4 separate regions of the Mus musculus genome follow, and all the other regions are linked to region 2. A link is a contact called in public Hi-C and promoter capture Hi-C data. All regions are on one chromosome and are shown on one strand. Each heading gives the region's core, a stretch centred on a gene start, on an enhancer-like site or on the middle of the called end of the contact. The rest is flanking DNA. Distances are from core to core; before and after follow the strand shown.

Region 1 (2,700 bases), core at 104-2,603, 1.1 Mb after region 2:
AACATGACCACTAGAGGATAAAGCACAAACCACTTCCCAAACTGCTAGCGCAGTTGTCCGGAGCCCTGATTCCTGGGTTTATCAGCACCCCACCCCCACCCCCACCCTGCAGTGGGCTGACATTCCCGATTGCCTCCAGCAAAGAACAGGTTTTTGGGTTTAAAAAACAAAACAGGAAAGGTGCCGGTTTTCTGTGCCTCCAAGGTACGATCACAACCCCTGGCAACCACAGATTAAAGACTTTTAAAGAAGAAAGAAAAACTACCTACACCCCCACACACATACACATACACACACACACACACACACACATACACATCCCAAAACTGGGCAGAAACGCAGAGATCACCACATATTTAATATACTTCCCTGGGACAAAACGTGTCTCATGAAAAATGGCTGAGCACCAATCTACAGTTAGGTATCTAAGTGTTCGTCCCTGCTGTCAGCGGGTTGGAGGGATTTTTTTTTTTTTTCTCCTTAACGCAAGGCTTTGATGTGTTGGCAGAGCTGACCTGACAAGCTGGAGTAGGCTAGGAAACGTGTCCTGCATATTTCCTTCTGTGCCTCCAAAGATTAGGACCAGAACTGACTGCGATTAAACCCTACCTAGGATCCAAGGGCTTGAGCCCTTGATGCTGTTCGATGCTGGGAAAGTAGTGGTTCCGCAACCCCGGGCAGCTCGGCGATGCTGAAATGAGCAACCCAGCCCCTAGCTGGTCTCCGCCGCCCACCACCGGGCCGCAGCGGCCTCGCACGCCAAGCCCCCGACCCTTAAAGTTGAGCCTCCTATGATTGCCCTCTGCAAGTTTCCAGGGTGCAGGACGCAGCCAACTTTGCAAGCCGCCTCTGGGCGACTCGCTTCCCCGGAGGGGCTGGCCACCGGGGAGGCAGGGCGGCTACGGTTCAGACAAAATGCAGAAGCCTTCCAACCGCCACTTTTCCTTTTCCAGAGGGGAAGCTCTCCCTCCAGGCGAGCATCCGATTTCCATCTGGAGAGGGAGAGGGCCGACCGCGCATTCCCCTCGCCCACAAAAGTGGCCTCTAAAGTCGCTCGCCAAGGACACCGGGAAGGAGGCGACCCCGGGCAGGGCCAACTTTCGGGAGGCGAGGTGAGGGCGCGAGGGTGACAGCGGCGCCGCGGGGGGCGCGGGCCGGGAAAGTTGTACTTACTGCGCTCGCAGCCCGTCCTCGTAGTCCCGGTGCACGGCCCTCGGCGGAGGCCCGGCCCGCCCAGGCTGAGGCGGCGGCTGAGACGGCCGCGGCCGGCGGCGGCGGAGGGCGAGCGGCGGGCCGGGGCTGAGGAGGCCGGGCCGCAGGGCGGCGCGCGGAGGGCTGAGCCGGCAGAGAGACGCGCGGGGAGGGCGCACGCCGGCCTGGCCCGGCAGGGAGGGCGGTGCGCAGCGGCGCAGAGGAGGAAGGGCGGAGGAAGGAGGGCGGGACCGATAGGGCCGCGGAGCCCCGCACAGGGGCGGGATGAGGGCCGCCGCGAGAGCGAGCCAGCCGGGGAGGCCGCGCCGGGGCAGGGAGGACGAGGTCTGGGAAGTGTGGTGGGGGGCCGAGGAGGCGGGGCGGAGGGCCTGGGCGGGTGGGGCGGAGGCCGAGGAGGCGGGGCCAAGGGCCAGGGAGGGAGGGGCGGAGGGCCAAAGAGGCAGGGCGAACGGCCCGGGAGGGCGGAGCGGAGGCCTAGGAGGCGGAGCCAAGGGCCAGGGAGGGAGGGGCGGAGGGCCGAGGAGGCGGGGCCGAGGGCCGTGATTGCAGGTGGGCAAGGGAGAGCAGGGTGCAGAGCTGGAGAGAGCTGGATGCAGGGCTGAGAGGGGGGCGGGCCGAGGGCCAGGGAGGAGGGCCAAGAGCCAGAGGCTCCGCCCCTTTTCTGGTCGCGGCGCTGGAGAGAGGAGCAGTGTTATACCCCTCACCAGCTCGGGTTACAGCGGCGGCCCCGCCTGCAGACAAGGTTCGGGACAGCGCGGTGCGGCTTTGTGGGAGGCGCTGAGGCCGGTGGGCCGGAGCCTGGCTGAGGTTAAACATTTCCTCCAGTCGCTCGCAGGCTTGGGGTCGCCAGGCCAGTGAGACCTTGCAGCTGACCGCTCTGCGTCTGCTGACAGGAAAGAAGGGAGAAACGGCCCAGCCTTTCCAAGGACTGGTTTGAATGGCTTTTCCTGTAGAATAACTGTGAATTGATGTCCACCGCAGCAACCAGTGATGACCGTTGCAAGTGAGGAGAGATTAAAAAAAAAAAAAAATGAAGTGAATGAATCGAATGTAACAAAGGTTTTAAAAGAGTTGGGATCACTGGAAAGAGGATTGTCACAAGTTCGAGGTCAGTATATGTTACCCTAGCAACAAGCAGTATCAGACCTCAAAGAGTGAATCATATATTATTACACACACACACACACACAGAGAGAGAGAGAGAGAGAGAGAGAGAGAGAGAGAGAGAGAGAGAGGCAGGAATTTTGCCAGAAATTCAAGAACAGCCTGGGCTACATTCTTTGGTTCCAGGGCATCCTGGGCTACAGAATGGGACTGTCAAAAAAGAGAAAGAAGTCTAAGTCGAGCATTCTCCAAGGCATAGTTTGGATTGCTTTTCCTGAGTAGCTGTGATTCAGCAACAGCACCCCCACCTCCCTGAGCAGCAGGCCATGATAGAGGCAACAGACAACGAGGGGAAAAAAGGCAAATGAATCAGAGGTGAGTAAC
Region 2 (2,700 bases), core at 67-2,566:
ATATGAGGAAACCGAGATTCAGGGTCTGAGCACACTTTCCAAATGTGTGGCGTGGCTCTGCAGTATTATATAGGGATTCTGGGGTTCCACCACAGTCCCCTGACTGGAATCTGGGGTATATTACAGGGAGTCTGGGTCCCATTGCAGTTCCCTGAATGGAGCGTATGGTATTATTGGAGTAGTTCCGGGGTGTGGGGTCCCACGAAAATTCCCTAACTGAAGTCTGTGGTGTGGTGGAGACTCTGGGGTGTAGGGTCCCAGAACACTTCTGTAATTGGAGTTCTGTGGTATCAGAGTCTATGGTGTGGTGGGAGGACAAGTGTGAAATGGGCTCACACTGTCCTGAATGAGTCTGTGGCGTGGTGAGATACCCACTGTGTAAAACTGTGCGCATGTCCCTGACTAGAGTTCCATGGTACTAGGATTCTGGGGTGTTCGGGTCCCAGCACATTTCCCTGACTGGAGTCTGTGGTGTGGTGGGGAGTCCAGGAGTGAGCTGGAAGCACACTTCTCTGACTGGAGGCTGTGGTGTGGTGGGGATTCTGAGGCGTGGGGTCCCAGCACACTTCACTGATTGGAGTTCTGTGATTCAGAGTCTATGGTATGGTGAGGGGACGAGTATGAGATGGGCTTATACTACCCTGGCTGGAGACTGTGGGTGTGTAAGGGGTCGGGGAGTCCGGGTGTGAGCTGGGAGCACACTTCCCTGGCTGCAGGCTGTGGAGGGAAGTCTGGATGTGAGCTGGGAACACACTTCCCTAACTGGAGTCTGGGGGGGGGGGTGCTGGGGGGGGTAGACCGGGTGTGAACTGGGAGCACATCTCCCTGACTGGAGACTGTGGTGTGAAGGAGAGACCGGGTGTGAGCTGGGAGCACACTTCCCTGACTGGAGTCTGTGGAGGGGAGTCTGGGTGTGAGCTGGGAGCACACTTCCCTGACTGGAGTCTCTGGGGGAGTCCGAGCACACTTCCCTGACTGGAGTTCTGTGCTGTGGGGAGTCCGGGTGAGGGAACCGAGGACCCAGACGAGCCCTTCCTGTCACCCCGAAGCTGCTGCCCCCCACTCACTAGAGATCCCCGAGAACGCGGGCGCGGGTCGCAGAAGGAACCGCCCGCGGCTGGCTTACCTGAGGCGGAGGGCCGCCGAGCTCCACAAGTTGCAGTTCCGCCTCCCGGGACCCGCCCGGCTGCCAGATCGCCACTCTCGACGCGGCCGCCCCCGCGCCCTACACGGCGACAGGAGCCGGGGCCGGAGCACAGCGCCCGGCTGACATCACCGCCGCCCAGGTGCCGCCTCCCCTCGGTCCTCCTCGTCCCACCGCCCCGCCCCTCCCCCGGCGGGAACCAGCCCCAGGGGCGGAGGGGGCGGGGCCTCGCGCTTGCGGCCCGCTGATTGGCCGGGCGCGCGGTCACTCCGAGGCGGCGCCTGGTCTCCCACATTCCTGGCCGAGCCCAGCGGAGCTGGGAGTGGGCGTCGGTGGGGAGCGCGCCCGGTCCGCTGCGGTCCGTAGGGCGCGGATAAAGGGCTGCGCTGAGCCGGGCGGTCGCTCGCAGCTCTTCCCGGGTCAGAAGCGACGCTCATCCCGAAAGAACGCCTCTGTGTCGCGGACCGAGCGGACGTGGCGGGCGGGGAGCCCCGCGGATAAAGTAAAAGGCCCCGGAGGGGAAACTGAGGACTTACAGAGACTGAGCGGACGAGGATCCCAGAGGTGGCCACCCTAGTTCCGCGTGGTCATCTAGCGGCGCTCAACCACGTGGCTGCTTTTGCATTTAGTAACGAGACAAAAATAAAAATAAAAAGACACGCAAGCTTCCAGAGAAATAAAATGAACTCTCCAGAGGGAGGGGGTAAATGTTTTACTATTTATATTTTTTCGAGGTTTTCCCCCCCTCTCCCCCCCCCCGCTGTGACACATATCAAGGCTGGTCTTCAAATTGTTATCTTTTTACCTTAGCCTTCCTAATAGCTGAGGTTACAGGCCCACACTCAGCAATAACCTGCTTTTTAAAGATTTTTTATTATTATTTTTGTTGGAGTTTGTTGTTGTTGTTTGTCCTGTCGTGAAACTGTGTGTGGACCAGACTGGTCTTGAACAGCTATCTGCCTGCCTCCGCCTCAAACTATTCAAATCAAAGATGTGTACCACCACACCCAGCTATTTTTGTTATTTTGTTTAATTATGTGTAGTATGTGTGTGTACCCATGGAGGCTAGAAGCATTGAATTCTCCCAGTTGTGAGATAGGGGCTGTGGGCTGAACTCAAGTGTTTCTGCAAAAAGAGCAGAAGAGGTTAACTGTTTGGCCATCTCTTCAGGCCCTATGCTGAACTTTTTAAGTCCCATAAGGCTTCTGTTTTGATGCACAACTGAAAAGGGAGAACCCTCACAACTGAGTTCAAACCACATGATAATAATTACTGTTGAACCAATTGCAGTGACTGAGCTAACAATTAAGAATTAACTACTATTTACCCTCTGGTGGATATCAGCTGTGTAATCCTCTTGGCTGCAAAGTCAGGGAGATTCTCAGGAGCCCTTCTTTCAGTTTCCCCTGTCAGACCCAGAACTGAACTGAATAATGAAAAGCAGCTTTATGGATACAGAATATGATTAGTTTCTGTTAGCTTTTTGTTGGCTATGAGCCTCCCCAGCCCCCACCGCCGCCGCTGCCACCACCCTGGGGAACGGAAGGTGGTGTGTT
Region 3 (2,700 bases), core at 94-2,593, 1.2 Mb before region 2:
GAATCCCTTGAGATAGGAGTGGAAGATGCCCTTAGAATAAAGGAAATAAAGAGTAAGACACAGGTCTTTAGAAACACTATGAACGAAATCACTGTCCTTGAAGTTTGGTCAGGAGAAACCTCTTGGTTATCTCTAGACACTGCCAAAGTCCAAGATGTGAAGTTTGCTGAAATGAATACCTGTGCAGTTTATAAGACGCCTTAAAATTTATTTAATCTCTTTGCCCTATTTTATGACTTAGAATAACTATGACCCCAAGTCAACTCTCCAGATCACATAGATGGAGAAGCAGAGAGACAAACTGTGGGGCTACAGGCTGAGTCTTACACTTCCATTTGCAATGTCAAACTCTGGAGACGGCCACAAACAAGCAGAAGCACACAACCCTATTGAGTTTCCTGCTCACTTGGTTCCTTGCTCACAAACGATGGAGCATTCACTCGGCATGACTCAAAAGGTAGCCAGAGTCTTACAGATAAAGAGATAATAATCACGATAGCTCAACAGTAGGTAAATAATGTATGGAACAAAAAGTGTTCATTATCTTACCCCAAAAGGAGACAGGAAGGAGACTGGGGTCAGGAGCCTGACAGGGGCAAGGCATTCTTAGGATGGGCATAAATTATACTGACTGCAATCTCACCCCCAGAGGTGTGTGAACAGCCTTCCTTAAGCCACCTGTCCTAGCTGGAGGCCCTGACACCTACCCCTCTTGTTCTCTTCATGATGCCCAAGTCACTGGAGGAAGTCAGAAACTTCTGATCAGGGACAGACCTATTTGGTCACTGAAGCCTACTTCACCCTGGGGTTTATGACCCTGAAGAATCTCTAAGTAAGGGTCTGGATACTCACAGCCTGAGGTGAGCTAGTGGGTAAGGGAGGACATGAAAAGGGAGCATTGTACATGTGGCCTGGAAATATATGCTGTCTCTAGGAGTAGCTCCTGAACTAGGAAGGCTTGGGTGGGACCAGCCAGATACCCCTGTACCTTGGTCCCCAGTTACTACTGAGAGGTTCCCATGTTCACCTTGCTCAGCCCTTCCCAGTTTTCCAATGGCTGTGCATCTCACCTAGCAGACTCAGAGATACCTAGAGCCTACAGGACTCTGGAGGACTGTGAGTGGCCAGGGACGCGAGGCAGGGCCACCGCTTTTCTCCTAGTGCCTGCCTGCTTTACAGCCACAGTCCTCAGGTCCCCCTAGCCTAACCTTCTGGCCTCCCCGCCCCGCTCTCTTCCTTGTGGTACCTGCTGCTTCAGTGCGGTTGACTTGCCGGCTGGTGGTCACGGTCCTCCCGGAGATGAAGGAGGCACTCGAGCTTTTCTGAACCGCGCCTCTGCTCTCCCGGCTCCCAAACGTGACTCTCTATATATCCGGCTCAGAAACTGGGTGTGGGGCGGGAGGAGCGCACCCTCCCTCCGACCTTCCTGGTCGCTGCTGGGCGCCCAGCCGAGGCCTCTGCCAGGGCGGGAGGAGTGCCGGGGCCTCGGACGCACAGGCCCCGAGGATGGCATCGCCTGGGCTTCGGGTGTGTTCCCCCTTGGTGTGCATTGTTGGGTGAGGGGAAAGTTAGCTGGGATGGCGCCCTGTCTGGAAAAGCAAAGGAAGGAGGGAGGGGAAGAGAGAGAAAGAGTCTGATTTGATTCATTGCAGGAGCGATCACTTCCTATTGCACTGGCAAAATGCACTCCAGATCCCATTTATCCATCTCTTCCGCACCACACGCCAGGTGGATGGAAGCTGCAGAGGAGCTCGGCAGGGATGCGCCAGCTCAAGGGCTTTTAAACAGTCAAGGGGTGGCAGGTGTGTGTTTTGGGGGGATGGGAGGGGGCAGGCAACAGGGAGGTTTGAGGTGTGGAGAGCAGAAACCTGATTCTTGCTATCTGATGCGCAGAGACCATGGATGCTAGGGGAGAAACAGGCAGAGGAAATCTCTGGGACTTCCCCAGGAAACGCTTTCTTTCATCTCTTGGTAGCTTTAACAATTTTATTTTATTTATATTTAGTTATTGGTAAATTTTAGACAGAAACCCTCCAGCTGCCAGGAAGTCATAGAATGATGGACCGCGGGAGAGCAAATTTCCCCCCAACCAGAGAGGAAACCTGGCCAACGCCCACCTCAGTTCTCTGCACAATGTGGAAGATAGTCTTCCAAATTTATAGTCAGTTAAGGAAAGTGGGAAGGAATATGGCCCCAAAATTATTCTGAATCTCATTATGACAGGTGATATGCACACAAAAACACCAACTTTGAATCGTGAAAAGTTGAAATTAATGAAACAAGGAACTCCATCCATTAAAAAATCTCACACTTCTCTTGAATTTGCTGATTCTGGACTCTGTTTAATTAAGTATGTTAAGGGAAGTGTAAACCAGAGATAGTCTTACATAGGTGGCTATGTAAAAGCAAGAGAAGAGAACAGGACTTGACAAACATGCAGTTACACACACACACACTCCACTGGAGAAAATATCTGAATGTGTCCTCAGACCCAAATTCTGTGAGTATACTTGAAATGATCCAGGAAAATGATGGTAACAAGATATAGAAATCTTTCACTTGCAACCCCAGCTCTTCAGTATGCTAGGCCAAGAGGGTGGCAAGTTCAAGGCCTCCCTGGGGGCTACCTGGAAAGTTCAAGAGCAGCTTGGTTAAAAATATGAAGATCCCAACTCAAAAATTAAAAATAGGGCTGAGAAT
Region 4 (2,700 bases), core at 114-2,613, 1.1 Mb before region 2:
GTCCCTTCGTTTGATTCCCAACACAGCATGAACCAAGCATGGTAATGAATGCCTGCCATCTCAACATTTGGGAGGTGGAGGCAGGAGGATCATGTATCAAAGACCATCTTCAATTACACAGCAAGTTTGAGACAAGCTTGAGCTTGAGACACTGTCTCAAACCAAACCAAACCAAACCAAACCAAACCTTGGGTCTCGAGTGGTGGCTCAAAGGTCAAGAACACTGTCTGCTCCTGTAGAGAACCCTAGTGCCTTTCAGGATAGCATTTGAGATGTAAATGAAGTAAATACCTAATAAAAAATTGGAGGAAAAAAAACCCCTAGTGCTATTCAGCTTCAGTGTGGGGCAGCCTACAACCACCTGTGTCTTAGTTTTCTGTTGCTATGATAAGATATGACAAAGTCAACCAAAGGAAGAAGATTCTTTTAGGGCTGTAGTTCTAGATGGATGAGTACATCATGTGGCCAAGTAAGAAACAAGAAAATGGAAACGAACAAACAAGTAAATAACTACATCTCATATGCTGTGCCTTCAAGACCCACTGAAGTATCATCAGAGGTCAGGTCTAAGTAGAGGTGAGTACATCACAAGGCCTTCAGAAGTGGCTTAAAATCTTGAGGGATGGGGTTAGTTCTCATGAGAGTAGCTTTGATAGACACATGAACTTTTCTTATGTGCATTATTGTCCTATGACCACAAGATACCCTCTGACTATATTATACCCTCTGACTGTAGGATGCCTTTTGATCATGTGGCCTCTCTTGCCACATGATGCCCTCTGACCTCTGCCCCCCAGGACAGAAATCCCTTACCATGTACAGCTACCACACCTTGGATATTCCAAGCCTCCAGAATAACCAAGTAGAATTTTCAGTACAAATTACCTACTCTGTTGTATGCTGTCATAGCAACAGGAAGGAGAGTAACATAAGTATTTTGAAGAGGAAAACACCAATCTGGAGGTACTCATTTGTGTGAAGACTTGGGCCAGGGTCTCTGACTGGCACTCTCTTCGGAGACTGTAGTGCCTTGGGTGTGATCTAGCCTAGGGAGGATGCCAAATAAGACCTCATTGTCTGTGGTTAAAACTATACACATGGACTTGTGAGGGGATGTATACTCGGCATAGAAGGAATGAATCAAGAGACTGAGCGTGTATAATCTGCATCTGTCCAGAGTCTGACCAGTCCTGAGGTGGGGAATATATATGAACATTCACCAATGGAATCAAAAGATAAAAATAAAACAAGGTCTTCTTTGAAAGTTCAGAAGCTTTCTTAACAAAGTAAGAATAATAAAACGTCTTCATTTCACATTCCCAGCAACTCATGGGAATAGTTTCCGATGAGCAACCCATGCTGACTCATGCAAAGGGAAGCACTAAGTATGTCACCCTTGGATCTGGGGAAATGGCTCGGTTGGTAAGCAGTTGCTACAAAAGCATAAGGATCTGAATTCAATTCCCAAGCAGAGATCTGGGCGTGACTGTGTGATCTCAGCATGGACAGGCAGAGGCAAGCAGATCCCTGGTGCTCATTGACCAGCTAGTCTAATGAATGGATGAGCTCCTGGTTCAGTGAGACACCCAGTCTGAAAAAAGATGGAGACTAGTGATTGAGAAAGACAGTTGACATTGGCCTCTGGCTTCCACACATGTGCACAGATACATGCATATACATCCATGTGCACAAACACAAGCACATGCATAAGAGTACACACAGAGAAACATTCACACACACACACACACATACACACACATAAACTGTGCAACTCCTGAAAGATTATACATCTTCTGTGTTGCCCACAAAAACAAAAACAAAAACAAAAACAAAACAACAACAAAAAACCTGGCCTGATTGGATCATACATTTGGACCAAACAGGTTTCATGGAATCCAGGCCAGAGAACGTGTTACTCATACCAGGGCGATGTAATCAATAAAACCCAGACTGTGGGAAAACCACAGGACAATCAACTCCCTTCAACAAAAAATTCCAAGGTCAGAGATGGACTGAGGACTTTCAGATTAAGAGAGATTTAAGAGACAGCTAATTATATTATATAGTTTTCATTTGCGTAATTACACAAGCAAGCTCTAACAAATAGAAAATTCACCATGGCTTAAACCTATTCATAGGTCATTTTGGCAGCTGAGGCTTGGAACATTACCTCACCTGTAATAACCCAAAACTACAGCCACTGTTCTGACCTCTCACCATGGGCTAATTCCACCTCTTTATGACATTTTAACAAGGAATTATACAACACACCTCTGCTTTCTTTTGCCCAGAGTAATGCCTGTGGGAACCAATGGGAGTTTTTACCAGGTAGCATTCATTCCCTTAGGACAGTTTAATCATGGAATGACTGGCTGGGAATCTTGCAAACCATTCTTTATGCAAACAGCAACAGCTTTTACTTGGACCTTGCTGAAGTGTGAGCTCTAATGCCATGGACCTCTTCTTTTATGCAAAACCTTTGTTAAATGTTATTTGAAAAACACTGAAAAAAAAAAGTGTAGTTCTAGATCCCAATAAATATGTAGTCTAAGAAGGAGATGGACCTAGTCAAGGGAAACCTAAACATGTAGATTCAAGGTGTCAGAGGCATGGTCATGGGTATCATCATTACATCATCATTACTAAAAGAGTGGAGGAATTCGGTGGCCACCAGCAGCATTCATGAGACAAATAGACATT

What was found. Promoter capture Hi-C pulls out the DNA fragments that hold promoters and counts their contacts. A called contact is a pair of places that touch in the nucleus more often than the background predicts.
Region 1: a contact with region 2 is called in a promoter capture Hi-C map of pre-B cells, with 2.6 times the contacts expected there. The contact joins the promoter of Rassf8 here to the promoter of Ppfibp1 in region 2. A contact is called at or near these places in 1 of 39 promoter capture datasets (pre-B cells), 2 of 484 Hi-C or Micro-C datasets (both in embryonic stem cells) and 1 of 9 other capture datasets (liver).
Region 3: a promoter capture Hi-C map of hippocampal neurons shows a contact between it and region 2, with 4 times the contacts expected there. The contact joins the promoter of Far2 here to the promoter of Ppfibp1 in region 2. A contact is called at or near these places in 3 of 39 promoter capture datasets (cranial neural crest, hippocampal neurons and stem cell-derived epiblast-like cells) and 1 of 115 datasets of contacts at active chromatin or transcription factors (stem cell-derived neural progenitor cells).
Region 4: a Hi-C map of adipose-derived mesenchymal stem cells shows a contact between it and region 2, with 5 times the contacts expected there. The contact joins the enhancer-like site here to the promoter of Ppfibp1 in region 2. A contact is called at or near these places in 3 of 39 promoter capture datasets (cranial neural crest, frontonasal cranial neural crest and hippocampal neurons), 1 of 484 Hi-C or Micro-C datasets (adipose-derived mesenchymal stem cells) and 3 of 115 datasets of contacts at active chromatin or transcription factors (embryonic limb bud, embryonic stem cells and forebrain).

What each region holds. Positions count from the first base shown.
Region 1 is chr6:145,745,440-145,748,139 of GRCm38.p6, reverse strand. Rassf8 (Ras association (RalGDS/AF-6) domain family (N-terminal) member 8) reads right to left here and starts at 1,353. Exons shown (of 5, transcript NM_027760.3): 1 at 1,174-1,353. Gm15704 (a long non-coding RNA gene) reads left to right here. Exons shown (of 4, transcript XR_869590.3): 1 at 1-1,112; 2 at 2,106-2,320; 3 at 2,503-2,691.
Region 2 is chr6:146,887,110-146,889,809 of GRCm38.p6, reverse strand. Ppfibp1 (PTPRF interacting protein, binding protein 1 (liprin beta 1)) reads right to left here and starts at 1,316. Exons shown (of 31, transcript NM_001355728.1): 1 at 1,127-1,316.
Region 3 is chr6:148,046,059-148,048,758 of GRCm38.p6, reverse strand. It overlaps Far2 (fatty acyl CoA reductase 2), which reads right to left and starts at 1,343. Exons shown (of 12, transcript NM_001347516.1): 1 at 1,247-1,343.
Region 4 is chr6:147,963,599-147,966,298 of GRCm38.p6, reverse strand. No RefSeq gene overlaps it. Among named protein-coding and RNA genes, the nearest start is that of Far2, 82 kb to the left of the region's middle. Within about 2 kb of position 1,363, at least 21 of the 459 cell types and tissues checked have an H3K27ac peak or open chromatin away from gene starts, as enhancers often do. A contact at or near this core is called in adipose-derived mesenchymal stem cells, where this site is marked.